2 separate regions of the Zea mays genome follow, and region 1 is linked to region 2. The links are chromatin contacts, called in public Hi-C maps. All regions are on one chromosome and are shown on one strand. Each heading gives the region's core, a stretch centred on a gene start, on an enhancer-like site or on the middle of the called end of the contact. The rest is flanking DNA. Distances are from core to core; before and after follow the strand shown.

Region 1 (6,307 bases), core at 1,518-4,017, 260 kb before region 2:
AAGGTATGGCCTTAGCAGGAATTTTATAGGAAAACAGATAAACATAAAAAATCACATTTCAAATATGCCCTTAACTCGAATGGATCCCCTTATGTCCACCTATACCTTGAAGATTTTTTTTTCTATACCTAGAAAATCTATAGTTATGAATCTCCCATTCAATTAGTTATTAGCAAACACAATGTGGAATTTATTGTGTATCGCTTGTGTCAATGTTAATGAGCTAGCTATTTTGTGATTTAATTATATTTATCTAACTTTGAATCAAACAGCTTCCATGCCTCATACTAAATGCTAGCGAAATAAAAAATAATCTTGTGTGAGAAACTAAAAGGATATCAACACAATTTAATTAGATGACTATTGTACACATATACTGTGCGTTTTAACTTTTAAGGGAGGTGGAAGATGACATAAATTTTTTGAGACGATCAGGCCATGACATGAGTGGTATGGTATGGCTATGGCATCAACGAAGGTTTTGCAATTCTAATTTCAACAAACAGTGTTAAGGACGAGGGATGACAGACCGAGGGATACTAGTGCATATTCAATGTATGGGTCCATGCACCAACACAACTTTCCTTCTATGATAATTCTTCGGATGTGAGATGAGGACATTCAACATCAACAAAATCTCTGAGAATGTCAAGCTTTGGCCTATTCGATGTATGAATCCCTACACCAACACAACTTTCCATTGATGATAACTCTCCATATGTGAGGTTGTCATTATTCACCCTCAAGAAAATTTCTGTCTAGGAAACACCGAGAGTAGCAAATGCTTCATGAATTTGACAAGTTCTTCTTGTTTGGGTTGCTTTCTTTTACTCTCCAATTCAATCTCTCAACCCAACACTTAGATTTCTCAAATAATGTTTGATCTCACAAAGATAGGGTTGAGAGTGTCTCACGAAGCTTAGGATAGAGGCATAGAGCTCTCATCCACCACAAAAGTAAGCAACATCCATTTGAAGACACATACAAACATTATCCATATCCAAGTCATATTCCAAATATGGTCAAGCCAATTCATGATTTCTTATATCATTCATTTTAGCCTGGCACCCTCAATATGCATTTCAATGTTTGTTCATAATAACATTGTCCTTCTTTATTCTTCCAACTTGATCAATATCAATGCATAGTGATTTTCTAAGTCTTTGTCCATAAAGCAAACCAATATCAAGACTATCTTATATTCATTATATATTGTATACTTTATCATTTAACCTTTGCCTATAATTTATTTGCCTACCCATTCCTAACTCATTCTTCAATACTTGATCAATAACAATCCACTATAAATCTCTTCTTGTTCATGCAAAGCAAACTACTATTTGAGGCCACACCATGCTCATTTCTCTTTATCTATTTTTGGCTTATTAAAACCATTGAAGGTATGACATGAGTTTTATATCATCATTAGCACCGAAACCTACTTAGGGATTCATCAAACTCATTATTTTGTTAATTATAATTATTTTGTTATTTAGCCATCAAAACACGCTAGAAGATCATGATGAACTGATGAACTTTTAGTGCTAAACTATGTAGATTTTATCTTGCATTAATCATTAATGTCTTATCTCTAGCTTCCTTCTCCCACCAAAACCACACCTCGTTCCTTTTACACTAGGCGAGATTCCTATAACCATTAGACTGTCTCCAACAACTTTCTCATTCTATCTTCTATCATATCTTGTATTCTAAACTTCACTATATGAACAATGCGGTATACAATACAAAACATGTTTTATATAACTATATGCACGATCTGCTGAAGACATCCTTAGGATATCAGACCTTTCACGAGAATTCCAGCATGTGATGAGTGCTAAGGTGGTGCAATTAGGGATGGCAACGAGGAATTCCCTGTCGGGTTGTACCTCCCCATCTCCATCACCGAGAGAAAAAAAAAATTCTCCATGGAGATCCCCTGAATGGTTGCGGGGGACATTTCTTTCCCATCACCATTACCTGCGGGATAAATCCCCATCGGGGATCTCCATCCCCGCGTAAATTATACTCAAGACATACTTTCTTTGTTATTAATGGAAACATTGTCATTTATACACATTGTGAGATGTAAAAAAATATTATGTGTACATCAAAATGAACATATTTGTACAACAAGTGATCTCTTGACAATGTCATTGTTTATTTTTATCATTAACTATTATAAAACACCGTCAGATGTAAGCTTAACGGGTCCCCACGGGGAAGTCCCCGTTTACTGTCGGGGGAGAATTTTTCCCCATTAACATCCTCGTGGGGAAAGAAACTTCTCTATCCTCATCCCTTAGGGCTAGTTTGAGAGTCTAAAACCGGAGGAAATTTGAGGGACTAAAATCCACTTTTTATTCCAAATTGAATAAGGAGTGGATTTTATTTCATCCAATTCCCCAAACTATCTCTTAGAGCTAGTTTGAGAACTCCATTTTTCCCACGAGTTTTTCATTTTTCTAAAGTTTATTTTCCCTTGGGAAATTAGAAATACCATGGAAAATGGGGTTATCAAACTAGTCCTTAATGAAAGAATTCTTCGCGGATAATCGGGATCGAGACCCATTGCCATCTATAGGTGAAATAGAAAAGTTCCATGGATAACCCAGGCCCAACGCAGCCCGTGAGACCCCATGAACAGGCCAGGCCGAAATCCCCGGGCCGCAGTTTGCAACAGTCAACGGGCCGGCTGGCCGACCGACAAATGTTGCAACTCCGTTAAGCTACCACTACCGGCGGCCGCGTGCCCAGTACGGAGGACGGGAGGAGTGATCTCCACGCCCGCTCGCTCGCGTCCTGTCGCCTTGTCGGCGTCCGCCACTCCGCCCCCTCCAGCCAGATCCCTCCTATTCCCCCACTTCACTCCCAATCCGAATCCAGATCCGCGAATGCTGGGGCGGGCGGCGGCACTGTCCGCGCCACGGTGGCGCGGCGGGGTGCCAGACCTTCGCGCCGCGCTGCGGTCGGGGGGCAACCTCCTCTTCGCGCTCTTCGTGGCGGCCGTGCTCGCATTCACGCTCCTCGCGGCGTTCCACAGCCCCGACGATCCGCTCCTCCACCCGTCCTCTCACCAGCTCACCGATTTCCTCACCTCCGCCACTTCCACCTCCACCTTCCTCACTGACGACTCCGTGCTGCGCACCGGGGAGGACTTCAACTCCTCGTCCACCGGCGCCGCCGGCGAGGTCGCCGCTGGGGGTGTCGAAGTCGTCGCGGAGGCCGTCCCGTTCATCAAGCTCTCCGAAGTTGGCGCCGAGGCCGAGAAGACGGAGCCCGAGACGGAGCGGGCCGTCACCGTCGACACTGATGCGGCCACGGGCGAGGGTGCAGCGGTGGCGGAGGAAACCGCCGTTGCGGAGGCGGTTTCCTGCGACACGGAGGCGCCCGTGGACTGCACAGGAGACAGGGAACTCTTCAACCTGCTCATGCGCGCGGCCATCGAGCGGTTCCCCGACCTCCACTTCTACCGCTTTGGCCGTCCCGTGGCGGTGCCGGGGAGTCCCATGGAGTGTGACCTCGCGTGGCGCTTCCGCCCCGCTGCCGACGCCATCGGCACCGGCCGGACCACATACTACAAGGACTACCGCCGGTTCACGCTTACCCGCGACGTCAACACCTGCAGCCTCGTCGTCGACACCGTGGGTGAATACCACTCGGGTGTGGGTGCCAAGCGCAATGGACGGCGCAAGGGGAAGAAAGGGAAGAAGGGAAAGCAGGATGCACCTGTGACTGACTTCGTGCCGGTTAAGACACAGATTAGGCTGGACGAGAACACCGCCAACAATGAGGCTGCTGGGGCTGCAGCGGAGCCGGTGTTTGTTGTTGGTGAGGCTGTCAATGACAGCTTGCCAGTGGTTGCTTCTGAGTCTGATTTCAGCCGTGGTAAGTACCTTATTTACATTGGTGGTGGCGAGAGGTGCAAGAGCATGAACCATTTCATTTGGGGGTTCTTGTGTGCCCTTGGTGAGGCACAATTCTTGAACCGGACTCTTGTCATGGACTTGAATGTCTGCCTCAATGCACGGTATACTTCGAGTGGCAAGGATGAAGAAAGAGATTTCAGGCTCTACTTTGATTTTGAGCATTTGAAGCAATCTGCGTCCGTGATTGACCAGAGCCAGTTCTGGCAAGATTGGGGACAGTGGCACAAGAAAGATAGGCTCAAGAACTTCTACACTGAAGACATCAGGATGACCCCAATGAAACTTCGTGACATCAAGGACACATTGATCATGAGGAAGTTTGGGAATGTTGAGCCTGATAACTATTGGTCACGTGTGTGCGAGGGTGAGACTGAGGGAATAATCAAGCGCCCATGGCATTTCCTGTGGAAATCTCGTCGCTTGATGGAGATTGTATCTGCCATTGCCTCACGGATGAACTGGGACTTTGACTCGGTCCATGTTGTCAGAGGGGAGAAAGCGCAGAACACACAACTTTGGCCAAACCTTGACAGAGATACCTCACCAGACAGTCTCCTTATGGCACTTAATGATAAGGTTGGTGCTGGCCGGTATTTGTACATTGCTACCAATGAACCTGACAAATCGTTCTTTAACCCACTCAAGGAAAAGTATAAAACACACTTCCTTGATGATTTCAAGTACCTGTGGGATGAGAATAGTGAGTGGTTCACTGAAACTAAGGAGCTGAGCAATGGTCAGCCAGTAGAATTTGATGGCTATATGAGGATTGCAGTTGACACTGAGGTATTCTTGAGGGGGAAGAGGCATGTGGAGACATTCAACGAGCTTACACGTGATTGCAAGGATGGCGTGAATACATGCTCAGCTTCTTCCTGAACATTTGGTGGGCTAAGGTGAGCTGATACTATGAAATATTATGCTTCAGAGGATATTTTCGACTGTGTTATTGGTGTCTCTTATGCCACGCCTAGTCTTGTTGTAGCTAAGTAGCTGGTATCACTTTTTGTTATACCACTGTTTTGTGTTTCCAGATTACATTAGTACATTCAGTTCATGCATTGGGCTTGTGCTGTTTAGTTGAACATGCATTATTGCAGTTGTCTTCTGTATCTCTTCTATATAGCTCACTTGGATTTTTCCACCATGACCCATGTTACTCTCCATTCTATGATTTGTGTGTTTTTTCATATTTGTTGTCTTTGACAAATATAAATTCAGTTCAATAAATCTAACACGAACATCAATATTCAGTACACCTTGTTACCTGCATTGCTCGCCTTTCCTGCCTCTATACCTTATGCTGCTAAACTGAAGAACCATCCTTTGTTGAGTTCGCGGGTACTTGGTGATTGTCATCTTGATAAGCCTGCCTTCCTGTTGACCTTGTTGTGGTCAGGTAGCCTGGTTTCTCAGCTCACATAGTCACATCAGCCATGGAATGTGTCGGACTGATATGTCAACTAGTGTCTAACGCGCGCCCTGCATGCATTTTTTTATGATTATGTCAAAAATGTGTATATAAAGAAGAAGGGATATTGCATATAAGAGTACTGAAATAACATAATATTAATTGTTCTTTTTTACATGAATAAACATGAGATACGATGATATACATACAATCTTGGTACCATGGTTTTTAAAGCGGTAAGGCGGTCCAAGGCGTTGGAGCACCGCCCGGACGCCTAGGCGGCGCCTAGGCGACGCCTAGGCGAGGTAGGCGGGCAAGGCGCCTAGGCGTTAGACCACCGCCCGGACGCCTAGGCGACGCCTTAAGAACAGAGCTTGGTACATTTATAAGTTGTTCATCGTCCAAAATTTATAAGTTGCAATGATCAGATAATAAGTAGTTAGCACGACCTAAAGGCTACCTAGTTACAAACCCGCAACATTTAGAGTCTTTCACTTAACTACCTGACAACATATGTAGTGCTTGTCAAATAAAACTCCACTCAGTGACATGACATTCAATCAAGAAAATGCTCATTAACGTTAGAAGACACAAAACATGCAACTAATCATATATGACATACCGCTGGAAGTTGTTTCCTGCTACTGAATTTATTGTCGGTAGAAGAGGCTCCTTGAATACCACTGGTTCCTTGTGGATTTGCAGTAGCTTGAGATGGAGATCCAGCTGAAGGGGCAGCTAGAGGAGATTGTTGAACTGATGATCCTTGTCTAGAATAAAAAATTTATATGTTACTAGACATAAAACTTGAAGCGAAGGCTCAACATGTATCAAGACACCCTGACTAATATTTGAATCTCCTGCACTTATATACTTGAGAAAATTGGCAACATAAAATTCAGTGGGAAAAATATAGACTATCATACATTCTTATATCTCTTTTATAGATCGGTTGCTCATCCATTCA
Region 2 (6,477 bases), core at 209-2,708:
GTTATAAACATTTCTTAATTTTTTGTGTTCTGGTAGGACGCCCGTAAGGGCGCTTTTATGTTCTAGTATTCTTAGAAGCGTCACAAGATCCAAGTCGGTTTAAATTGTTTAGAAGATTACTGGAACGAATAGTATCCAGAGCTGTCATCTTCAAACTAGACGGGCCAGTTCGTTCTAATCTAACAAAATAGAAGCACTCGGTTCTGAGTTTTTTTAACCCTTTCCCACAATAATTGGAGATGTCCACACGGAGCACCACCAACAACAGTTGCATGTTGTTTTCTCCGCATGCACATATACTGATTTAGACAGCTGAATTATTGGTCCGTTCAGTAACCGATAACGTTAAACTATATGTTTGTTTAAGTCCAATTATAATAAAATACTACACTAGAAAATTAATATTATCATATTTAAATTTGTTATCGCTGATAATCAAGTGTGAATAATTATCGTTACTATTTACATTAAATTTTGTAAACCAAACGGCATTTAAGATTTATTCGTCCCCAATCTCAATGATCACCAAGGACCCTCTCTATGTATCATTGCCCTGGATATTTTCAGGGATCAGAAAACGAGTTAAGTATCCCCCGACTAAGTCCATGATTCCGGTCGTGAAGGGTGATCAACTTACCTACCCATCACGCATTCACACAGTCAGTACTCAGTACCCAAAAGTTCTGGACTCTCCCATTGGCCATTGTTTAATTCACTCGTTGGCCTAATAATAACAAAAAAGGGTCACAAGCATTCAGAACTTGTCGTAAGCTGACAGTACAATAAATGCGCTATTGTGGGGCAAAATGGTTCTTGTCGGAACTAGCCAGGCAATCCATACGGATAGCATCATAGGGAGTGGACGCTGCTGCATCCATGGCTGATGTACCAGCATCCTCAGGATTTGGAGAAGGCCTGGCGTGCGGCGTAGGCGCGTAGCAGTGGCCATAGCTGTGGTTGCATTCTTCCTTGCGCTGAGGGCGCTGGGCGTAACCTTGACCAGATGAACGTTTGATGGGAGGCGAGTGTAGCATCAAGGACAAAAGGCCTGGTAAATCAGGAACTGCATTGGGTTCAATGTGTTTATGAAGATGGCTGCAAACCATGAACAACTTTATAGTAGACGGTAGTTGGGTCACATCAATGGAAAGTAGGAACGTAGCCAACGCTGAAACCATGAACATCTTTTGAGGTTCGTCTTTACGGCTCCCTTTGAAATACGGATTTTTTTTCTCTGTTTCCTACAATTTTTCTTGTAAAAATGAATTGATCCCTGTACTGCATGATTTCCCTGGAATCCCTGCATTTCAGAAGAAAGCTTAAACATTTGGAAGGCCCATGGACCACGGTGTTAACAGCCTGGCCCGAAATCGCTTACCGCCTTTCTCTGCACAGCCTCGACGTGGAACTGGGCCAGTAAGCAAGGGACTCTGGCGGTCTGGCACTCTGGCCCGACCCGAGAACCTCAACCAAAACCTCTCCTCAGCACCGCCGCGTCGCTCCGCGTCCCGTCCACAGCTCTCCGCTGCCGTCCAGTGACCCCGCCGCGCCTTGCAGCGGCGACGGAGGGGCCAGCAAGTCAGCCATGACGATCCGCATAGCGCCGGGCGTGGGCGCGAACCTGCTCGGGCAGCACTCGGCGGAGCGCAACCAGGACGCCACCACCTACGTCGGCAACCTCGACCCTCAGGTTAGGGTTCCACAAAACCCCTCGCTATTTCGGCCCTTAGATCCACGCCCTTAATAAGATATCCCCGAAGCACAGAATTACTTGCGTGAACGGGTGAGTAAGTCGCTGCTCCTTAATCGAAGGTACAGTGGCGGCGGCGCAACGATATTGCAAGGACAGCGCGAGTGGCGGCAGATTGAATGGTTGCTGTGAAAACTGTGCGTGTTTTTGCTAGGTGGTAATGTTACAATCGTTGTTGTTAAAGTACATTACATCTTAAACTATACGTAAAGTGTACTGCTATTGTTAGGTTGGGATGAACATTGCTGTTTAGCCCTTCAGATTCATACGCACATAGTAATTCTCCTGGCGGAGCACATCTTTGCTCCTTCTCCTGTATAGTAAACAATGAACATCCTGTAGTATATGGTCATACATTGTTTCTTCAGTATCTGTGCTGACAGTTCTTCCATATGACCATATCTAATAGGTTTCCGAGGAGCTTCTATGGGAATTATTTGTCCAAGCAGGCCCTGTTGGTAAGTGGACTTTTTAAATATATTTTTCTGTAGTGAGATGAGAGTTTTGCTGTATGTAGCACTTTTTTCTTGTCCTATAACAGCATTTGTGCGTTTTGTTGAATAATTGCCTTTCAGCATTTTTTATTCTTTTTTCTTTGGTTTTTGATTGTCTATATTATTATGTTATTGATGTTTTTTTAGATATAAAACAAATACATTCCTTTTTACTTTTATTAACAGAATCACTATTCTTCCATTTGTAGTTAATGTGTATGTCCCAAAAGACAGAGTTACAAATTTACACCAGGGATATGGATTTGTAGAATTCAGGAGTGAGGAAGATGCAGATTATGTAAGTCTATTATATTTGCAAAGTCATTGTTTACCTTTTATATTTCCTCTGGTTGATTGCCCCATCCATATTTAGTTACCCTTTTATCTAAATTGTTTGCTTTCCACAGGCCATTAAGATTTTGAACATGATCAAACTATATGGGAAGCCCATAAGAGTAAACAAGGTATTTTCACGTCACCTTTAGTATTTTATCATTGTGGCTTTGAAAAAACAAGTATCGTTTGAACATAACATAATTATGTTTTCATATTGCAGGCTTCACAGGATAAGAAGAGCTTGGACGTTGGAGCAAATCTGTTTATTGGCAATCTTGATCCGGTGAAGGCCTAAATCCTACTCTTTATTATCAGCTCTTCAATTCATTTGAATCAATCCATCTGAATACTGAGTATATTTTCATGTTTGCATTGTTAACAGGATGTTGATGAAAAGCTCCTTTATGATACCTTCAGTGCATTTGGAGTGATTGTGACTAATCCTAAGGTGACGCACGACAACTTTTATCTTCATGAATCATGCCAAGTTATATTGATTTGTTGTTTTCTGTTATGGTCAGCGTTTGGGGCTGATGTTATGTGGTTCCTAGGATCGCGAGTACTGATCGCTAGATGGGGCTGCGAGGGTTAGAGGGCGACGGCTAGGGTTAGGGGCGCTGGGGAGGCCGGCCGTAGGGCTTTACCCACGGCTGGCAAGGGAGAAGGGATTTCCTCCTAATCTCTTGCTTACCTTCAATTGATACAATACAATCCTTCTCCTTATATAGAGAGGGTTACTTGACCTCTGAGCACTAGATCTAATCTTATCTCTAATTCTAATCTTATCCCAAACTAGCCTTATCTCTATCTAACCTACCTTAGGGGCCCTAACATTTTCTCTTTTCTGCTAATGATCTAACAGCTGAACAGGCGAATATAATATCTGATTTACGAGCAGCGGTATTATATAAACTCCTAAACCAAAATACATGTGGTAGTTTAGGATAAACTGAACTCACTATACTTACATTTCATGATTCAATTACTTTCAAGGTCTTGTGTCACTTGAACTTGTGTGTAATGGTGTTTAGTCGATTTCAAATTATGAAGCGCTTATCAGTTGATAGCTCTATCTGCTTTCGTTTGTACAAAATACAATAATAGCTGAGAGATTATATGAGCTAAAATCATGGTAACCATTATCCTGTTTGATATTGCTCATAGATCTTTTGGGGTATTCTGGGCACAACTCCATGTGTGCATGTTCTAAGATAAACTCATCTAATCAGTCGTCTTGTAAGATGTATGTATCTGTTATAAAATTAGAGATGGTTTTAGGAGTAACACCTCATGTGTATGCAGTGTCTGTTATTTTCTGAAGCATAGTTGTCACCTGCAGTAGTTTATTAATCTTTTTCTTTTGTCAAAGATAATGCGAGACCCTGAAACTGGAAATTCTAGAGGCTTTGGCTTTGTGAGCTATGAATCCTTCGAGTCATCTGATCAAGCAATAGAGGTAATGTAATCATCACAATGATTTCTTGTATTCCAATTTGCAATGATTCAAGGGCAGGCCTGGTTCAGTGATGAGAGCTATCTCATTGAGTCACCAGGTCTTAGGTTCGAATCAGCTTTTCCGTATTTGCGGGACAAGGTTTTCCTTGCTTTATCCCTCCTCAGACCCAACTCATGTGGGAGCCTCCAGCACTGGGTCTGACCTTTTAGGCCTTGTTCGGTTATTCCCATCCCATATGGATTGGAGGGGATTAAAAGAAGTTAAGAAGGATTTTGATTTGATAGGGGATTCAAACCCACTCAATCCACTACAATCCACATGGAGTGGCACTACAAGGAACAGGCCCTTAGTGATTTTGGTTGTCTGGCTTTTGTTTCATGCTTCTTTCTGTGCTGTATTTTTCAGGCCATGAACAACCAACATTTGTGCAACCGGCCAATCACTGTCTCTTATGCTTACAAGAAAGACACAAAAGGAGAGCGCCATGGCACACCAGCAGGTAATGTGTTTTGATGACATTGATCCAGTTGATTCACTGGCAACCAGCACATGGGTTACTCTTCAGTTCACTCAATATTTATATTTCATCCTAATCCAGAGTCTCCAAGCAAACCGTATTTTACATACACACGCCCGCGTACACAAGTGAAATTTCCATTCTTAGTCTTGAGATCTGCTTGGCTCAGCTTAAAAAGAATTGAGCTCAAGCTCTGCCAAACAGGAGCTAGTTCACGAAGAAGTTGTTTTAGCTCTTAAAAACAGGATACTTATAAAAATTCTTCAACTGAATTGTCCTTTTACATCCTAACGGTCCTTCTTCAATATTTTTACACTCACAACGATCTAATATGTTGTTTTCCATTGACAGAGCGACTGCTGGCATCAAACAATCCAGGATCTCAGAAGAATAGGCCACACACAATGTTTGCAAGTGGTCCGCCGACCCAAGGTCTTCCAAATGGTGGTCCGCCTGTGCCACGGCCTTTTGGCAATGGCACAATTCCGGGACAGATTCAACACATTCGACAACCACCACCACCACCACCTGTTGGACAATTCCCCCCTCCAATGCAGATGCACGGGCAACCTGCCTGGCCCGCTCAACATTCTATGCCTCCCCACATGTCATCTCAACTCCAGTACAGGCTCCCGATGAGGCCACCACCACCAAATATGATGCCCCCTCCGGTTGGCATGGTAAGGCCGCCACCTCCTCCCACCGGTATGTCAGCACCACATATGTGGATGCCACCCCCACCCCCACCCTCATCACAACAAGGTGGAATGCCCCCGCCTCCCATGTCTATGCCGCCACCGCCTCCACCACCATCTGGTTAAACACACGCAAAGGAAAGTACCGTGTGGTCAATGTGCAAGCTGTAACTGTAGACCAAGGATGCTGGTTCCTTTCATATATCTCCCTGTAACTTGTCCACGCTAGGTGAAGATGAAATTTTGGAGTTCACCTGACAGATACAAACGCGAGATTAACATGTATTTTTCTTCTGTTGAAGATGAATGTATTTTTGTGGTTGCGTACCCATTTTTTGTGTTCCCTAATGCCCCGATACGTTTACAACGATCACTATGCACATGTTCTGTTGCCACTGAACTATTGAAGGTGGATATTTCAAACAAAGCTATTTGGGTCATAATTTTAGCCAACTTTTAGATGCACTTGTTTGGCGGGTAAAAAGGTGGCGCCAGATGCTGCAGCGCTGCTATATATGATCGGTGATGCAAGCGGGTACAAAGAGGGCATGTAAGATATTCCATTTAAGCACCTAGGCGACAATAAATTCTGTGTTTGAATATATATAGCCCTGATCTCATTTAGATGCCCTTGCTATATAAGCCATGGCTCTTATATAGTCGACGGAGCAGTGAGTTTTGGAAGTCTTGAATTAGTGTTATGTGGCTAATCATGATTCAAGCACGGCGCTACTTCTGTGTCACTTTTTTGTTGGCTAAAGTTGCTTTCCCATTACATTTTCTGTTCCCAGAATTATAATGACATGGAGATCACAGAGAGACCAGAGCCCAGAGGTTCTAAAGTTAGAATGAGTCGTCCATTTCTCCTTGTAAGAAGTACAGTGACTGGCTTGGCAATATCCTCCCACCCAATACCCATGTGCAACTTCACACAGGGTTTCTGTTGCCTGCCTACCCCCGCTCCTCCTACTGCTACCCCAGCTACAATCTTCCCCACCATCTTGCTAACTTTTCCAACTGAGAATCACACGTCTACATGTTACAACAAATGCAAGCATCCGAGCGCAACGACGGTGATAGCTGAAGAAACCAGTGACAGCGCCGAGTGCGATCTCCATCTCTGGTCGCCGCCGCCGGCGTAGACCATCCCGAGGTAGCCGTATCCGTAGCCGCCGCCGCCGCCAGTTCTCCCGCCGGCGTAGTTGACGCCCCTGTACCCGGTTTCTTCG

The links. A called contact is a pair of places that touch in the nucleus more often than the background predicts.
Region 1: a contact with region 2 is called in a Hi-C map of ear, with 2.2 times the contacts expected there. The contact joins the promoter of LOC100191413 here to the promoter of LOC100501457 in region 2. A contact is called at or near these places in 2 of 25 Hi-C or Micro-C datasets (ear and leaf).

Annotation. Positions count from the first base shown.
Region 1 is chr1:241,246,491-241,252,797 of Zm-B73-REFERENCE-NAM-5.0, reverse strand. It overlaps LOC100191413 (calcium ion binding), which reads left to right and starts at 2,767. Exons shown (of 1, transcript NM_001136847.1): 1 at 2,767-5,075. The coding sequence starts at 2,895. The coding sequence ends at 4,808.
Region 2 is chr1:240,989,511-240,995,987 of Zm-B73-REFERENCE-NAM-5.0, reverse strand. It overlaps LOC100501457 (RNA-binding (RRM/RBD/RNP motifs) family protein), which reads left to right and starts at 1,458. Exons shown (of 9, transcript NM_001196167.1): 1 at 1,458-1,690; 2 at 2,160-2,208; 3 at 2,454-2,542; 4 at 2,652-2,708; 5 at 2,801-2,863; 6 at 2,963-3,028; 7 at 3,950-4,036; 8 at 4,442-4,535; 9 at 4,905-5,591. The coding sequence starts at 1,586. The coding sequence ends at 5,374. It overlaps LOC100281581 (pectate lyase 12), which reads right to left. Exons shown (of 3, transcript NM_001411831.1): 3 at 6,003-6,477. The coding sequence ends at 6,288.